Linked DNA regions of Gossypium hirsutum: region 2 is linked to region 1. The links are chromatin contacts, called in public Hi-C maps. All regions are on one chromosome and are shown on one strand. Each heading gives the region's core, a stretch centred on a gene start, on an enhancer-like site or on the middle of the called end of the contact. The rest is flanking DNA. Distances are from core to core; before and after follow the strand shown.

Evidence for each region. A called contact is a pair of places that touch in the nucleus more often than the background predicts.
Region 2: a contact with region 1 is called in a Hi-C map of leaf, with 3 times the contacts expected there. The contact joins the enhancer-like site here to the promoter of LOC107952821 in region 1. A contact is called at or near these places in 14 of 34 Hi-C or Micro-C datasets (callus, hypocotyl, leaf and 2 more).

The regions. Positions count from the first base shown.
Region 1 is chrA07:82,239,847-82,242,801 of Gossypium_hirsutum_v2.1, forward strand. LOC107952821 (kanadaptin) reads left to right here and starts at 1,333. Exons shown (of 12, transcript XM_041116928.1): 1 at 1,333-1,893; 2 at 1,981-2,066; 3 at 2,887-2,955. The coding sequence starts at 1,866.
Region 2 is chrA07:82,341,828-82,344,953 of Gossypium_hirsutum_v2.1, forward strand. It overlaps the pseudogene LOC121203735. Among protein-coding and RNA genes, the nearest start is that of LOC107952823, 16 kb to the left of the region's middle. Within about 2 kb of position 1,709, at least 6 of the 9 cell types and tissues checked have an H3K27ac peak or open chromatin away from gene starts, as enhancers often do. A contact at or near this core is called in leaf, where this site is marked.

The sequences.
Region 1 (2,955 bases), core at 83-2,582:
CTCGATTAATTTGATTTGAATAGTTCGAAATTTAATTTTTTTTTAAATTTTTTCGAGTTGAATCAAAATTTACTCACCCCTAATTGAATATGTAAAATGAGATAAATATAATTAATATAGATTTATATAATGTGTTTGAGATTGAACTTAATGATTATAATTTCAACTAATGAAATTAAAAAGTTTATACTAATCAATTGAGTCTCAACTCGATTGATATTGACATTGTTACTAGTGTAGGAGGACATGAGTCCGAGTGTGTTGAAGCGCATTATCTTCCTATTTAAGGGTTAGGATGGGAGGGGCTATAAATAATTTTAAGCATTGTATCAAAATAAAATATTATAAGAAACTATAATTTTCGTCACAAAAACAAAACACATTTTATTGTTGAACAAATAGTTGCAGTCCTATCTAAAATAGTTGCATAAAACATATATACTGAACTCATGTATTTATTTAATATTTGCATATATACATTTGGTAGCAAGTTTCTAATCATATATGCAAGTCTATTTTTATGTTTAATTATTGTTTTCCATTATTTCAATAATATTATATACTATTTTATATTTTTATTTTTAATAATTGAAGGAGGGAATAGATATATCTCAACATATTATTCTTATCAAAAGGTAAATTTATATTTTGTAATTTTTATTTTTGCATAATAAATATATATTTCAATATTATGCAAATTTTAATAAAAACTACTTTCTTTTCAATAAAATTAATTAACTATTTTAAAAATATATATCAATAAATAATTTCTCAATTATATTTTCCAATAAATGAGAATACCAATTTCTTACCCACGAAATTTCTCCATGCGTTACACAAGTAAACAATTAGTATAATTATATTATCGAAATCAACTCTCATTTAATTAAAATAATTATTTTACACGTAATTATAAATTCTTCCCTATAAAATTAAAATAATTTAATCTCTATCAATTTTGGAGGTGAGTAATTAAAAATAAGTAATCACTATATTAATATTTTCTATTAATTATACATAATTTTAGTTGATATAATAATAAACTTAATTCATAAAATTTATACATATTATTAATTTAGTTTTATTTTAACAAATTTATCTTACAATAATTAAGGTTAAAATGACAAAATATATAAATATTAAAATTTAAATTTATTTTTATATTAATTAAAATTATGTATAATTAATAAAATATATTAATATTATAATTAATTATTTTTAATTTCTCACTTTTCAACTATAATTAAAATGCGCCAATTTTTGTAGGGGACCAAAAGGACTAGAGGGGTCTTGTTACAAAAAAACAATATCCAGGTCCACCGAAACCGACCCGGTCAGTTATCGTCCTTAATCCTTTGACCCGTAACCCATTTTTAGATCCGCTTAACGTTGCTTGTTGTGCCGCGTCAAGCTTCAAAATTCTGCAACACCTCCCTCCCTCCCTCCCTCCCTCTCTCTCTCTCTCTCTGCAACCATGACTGCCACGATGGGTCCACCGCCTCCCAGGAACCCTAAACCCTCGACCGAACAGGAGTCGATAGCCCAAGAACAATCCGAACCCATAACAGCCAAAACCACGATGGGTCCTCCGCCACCTCTTCCCATAAACCCTAACCCCTCGACCGAACCCGAGTCGATAGCCCAAGAGGAATCCGAACCCATAACAGCCAAAACCACGATGGGTCCTCCGCCACCTCTTCCCATAAACCCTAACCTGCAAAATCCCCTAGACGAAGAAAAACCATCAAAGTCAGAACCAAATTCAACTGAAAAGCCCTTAAATCCAAAGCAATCTTCTGTGCCTTACACAATCCCTCCGTGGAGTGGACCTCCTTGTCACCATTTCTTCCTCGAGGTGCTTAAAGATGGCTGCATCCTCGACCGATTTAAAGTGTAATTGTTTTTACCCTTTTAAGGCTTCTTTTCTTTTTGTTTTTCTTTTTTGGGAATGTTGACAAATTGTGAAATTTGTTTGTATAGGTTTGAGAAGGGAGCTTATATGTTTGGGCGTATTGATCTATGTGATTTTGTGCTTGAGCATCCCACTATTTCGCGGTTTCATGCTGGTAAATCTCTTTTATTTGACAATGTAAACATTTAGTGTCCATGAAGCGAGGAATTCAAATAGCTTAAATTTGGTTGGTGAAGTCGGAAATGTTTGCAGAATAAAATGACTACGAGAGGTTATTTTGTTTGGATTCTAAATGAAGTAGATTCAATTAGCTAGTAAGAAGTTTTATTGTTGTAAACGGAAAATGAGTAGATACCCAAGAAAAGAAGCGAAGGGTTTTCGTTATTAGATTAATTCTCTTTGTTTTGATTATATCATTTAGGTTATGGTTATGTGGAATAACATATTTCAAATTCATTATGGAGGCTATCAACTTTTTCAAAATTTAATATTTTTCATTGGCCAAGAAAGATGTTATCTTGCAGTTTCTCTGAGTTGTTGAAGTCTTCTGGCTGCTGTTTGTAGTTTCTACTTTGTAATAAAACCGTATTCAATTGACTCACATGAATAGCATCTCTGGGTTGTTAATTTGTTATATTCTTGTGAAATGATTAATCCTAATTCTCCGAAATGGCTAACTCTATACCCTCTAGAAGCTTTCTTTGTAATGGGGGCTATGATTGGAGCATTTTCTAATTTCCAATTTACACGTTTGTACAAGAACTGCTCATGACCACCCCACCTGTGACTTATTCTTATAAATCCTTTTTCTCTTCTTTATCCTTGTAATGCTAGCTGTTTCTCTTTTTTTGGTTTTATGCACAAATATTAAATATAAGGATGCTAGGAATAATTACAAAGATAGTCATAGGAATGTGCTAATGCTTTTTTTTCTTTTTATTTTTAATTATTGTTTCTCTTTACTAGTGCTTCAGTTTAGGAGCAGTGGCGAGGCCTATCTTTATGATCTTGGCAGTACACATGGCACTTTTATCAATAAAAGT
Region 2 (3,126 bases), core at 459-2,958, 100 kb after region 1:
AGAGATTTCCTAGGCCTCTTTGGCTACTACTTACTAGTACAACAGATGATTTGTCAAAGGGTTGGAGTTATTGCTCAACCTCTAATGAACTACTCAAAAGGAGAGGATTTTTCTGGACTAAGCAAGCACAAAAAGCCTTTGATAAGCAGGCTTAGGATCTTTCTTAGTCAAAAAGGTATGTCAATCTCTTATGTTATCAAGATCTTGTCAACCTAAAACCAGGCTTTCTCAGTATACAGAAAGGAAATGTTGGCAACCATAGCTGTTTTCGAAGAAAAGTATATCACCAGAGACCGAAATTTCTGTTTGACCAGAAAACTAATGCTGCAACTCAACAACTTATTGTGAAGGAACCTAGTGCTTTGTTGGATAAGCACGTTAAAAAGAGAAGTGATCAGTGAGTTATTGAACTACTCATGCAGTGGAACAATAGTTTCCTAAAGATGATATGTTAGAATGCCTATCTAACTTGCTCAACAGATTTTGAAAATTCCATCCTTGAGGGCAGGATGTTTTGAACAGGAATGTGTTAATGCAGGCTCTTTCTACAAATGGTCCTGAGTTGGCTTGTTTTAGAAGCCTCGCAATAAGTCTATTTGTCCATTAGGCGGAGTTAGTTGTTAAAATCCATTTTTTGGTTGTAGATGGCAGGTTCCCATTTAATTAAAAAGCAGAATATTGCAAATGTATTCAGTAAACTGGAACCAGAATACTCTTCCTCAATTTTGTTATTCGAGTTCTCTCTCTTTTCTTTATTCTACAACCTCTCCTTTATCTTGGTGGTTCGCTTGTTTCATTCATAACAGATAATCACACTGGACTGGACAATCAGACTATACAAACTTAACATAACAACTAATAATTATGTAATAGAAAAAAAGTTCCGTTTTTTGTACCTGTAAACTCAAATCGTCGCCACTGAAGTCTGATTTCCCCAAAAAAGAAACAGTAAATTCCACCAACTTCCTTGCCACGGCAACAATTATCGGCTCCAATTGTTCCACTGCTCAAACAAAAAAGAATATATTGATTGATCTAATCCTACATCATTTAAAAACTAAAACGAAACATGACATTATTCAGTTAAGAAACAAAATAAGTAAAAGTCGGTCATATAAAAAATCAATAAAAAAAAATCTAAGCATTGAATATAGAAAACCAAGAGAAACAAAAATAAAATACAATCAAGAGAAAATAATCGAAACAGAGGACTATAAGTTTTAGAGATTTTACAGTAAAAAAAAGTTACCTAATCAGTTAGAAGCTCAAAAAATTGCTAAAAACCTACATATTGATTCAAAACAAAAACTTTAAGTGATAAATAAATAAACAAACGAACCTGAGAGGGATCGAAAGACAGAGGTAATACAGGAACCCAGAGAAGCGAGGGAGAGAATCTGATTATCGGACCAAGACTTAAACAAGGGATGGGAACCGGGTTCGATCGGGTGGAGGCCGGTTTGAAGAATCAAGTATAACTGTTGGAGCCCTAGCTTGATCGACTCATCGGAACGAAGCTTAAGAAGAAGATCGAGCGATGAAGACGAGGACGAGAGCTTCTCCTCGGCGAGGAATTGACAGAGTCGCGTTAAGTGATCCGCCATTTCTTTTGAGAAAAAGAAAGAAAAGAGTAGAGAGAGGGAGAGACAGAGATAATCTGGTACCGATGGAGGGAGGGGTTTATTAGAGGAAGTAAAGAGATGGGAGAATAGAAGGGCTTTATTGAATGAAATGAAAACTATAAGGCGGTGGAGATATATTTTGCACTTGTTTTACACCTTTGTTGATTTTTTCCGGTTTGATTAGAAAGTGAAAGTCTACTTTTGCTTTTCCATCTTTTTTCTATTTTCTTTTCTTAAACCGGTGACGTTTTGGCGATCCTAAAAAGCTGGTGACTTCTCATGAATTTCATTTTAATCCTTTCGGTAAAATTATTAAGCTCTCCATGCTTGGATTCGAATTTTTTCTTTGTTTAAATTTGGTCATGCTTAGCATTATTTTCACCTTAAATTAGTTATTTTATATTTATATTTCATAATCTTTAATTGTATCTAAAATAAGTGAGTAAACTCAACTTACTGATAGTTAAAAATCATTTTATATGATTTTTTATTTACACAGTTTGTATTAATCAAAAACCCTTTTTTTCTTCTTTTTTAAAGTTTTTCTTTTATGAACTAAAATAAAAAATTTAATAAAAAATTTCGAATAATTAATGACCAAATTATAACTTTTTTAATTAAGGAACCAAAATAAAAACTTACTTAATAATTAATAATGTAATTTACCTAAAATTTTATTAAAATATTAATTTTGCACATTTAACTTCACACTTATTTATTAAAAAAAAGCTCTATACATTATTAAAATTTTGATGTCAACATAATAATTTACAATGTTTTGTTAATATAAGAGAACACGAATTTAAGAGGGGCTATAATCTGATTGACACGTAAATAAATATATTATCTAAACTAAAATTTTCATCTAAAATACATAAATAACTTAGCGAAGAAGTTTATAGTGCATAAGTGACCTGTGTCATTAATCGACACGTGGGCATTTTATAATATTTAAAATGAATATTAAGATCCACTGTTAATCATAATAAATAATATTTTTATCTATTTTTTTAATCTATTTAATTTTAAAGTAAATTATTTTAGATTTTCTTTTATAAATGGATGTTCTGTTTTAGTGATTCTTTTTAACAGTTTGTAGGTTTTAAATATGAGTACATCATTTTCGGATTGAAATTTATTTATATTTCTATTTTTATTATTTTTTAAATTTATTTGTAGAGTTTAAAAAGATTTTATAATAGTATATTAGATAATTTTGTTAGAAAATTATTACTTTAAAACAAAAATATTAATACTGACAAGTCTAAATAATAATGAAAAAATAAATAAATGAATATTGTATCATGGAGAATCACTATTTTAAATGTGATTTCGCCTTGATCGATGTAATTGGAAATAAATGCCGCCCCTCAAGATTAATAGAGTGCTTCCAAATTCATACACCCCAAAGAGGGAGTTGGAACTTAATTGGTATTACTTCTTTTTAAATTTATGGGAAATAAGATCAACTTAAGTTTAAAGGTGATCAAAAAAATTGACTAAA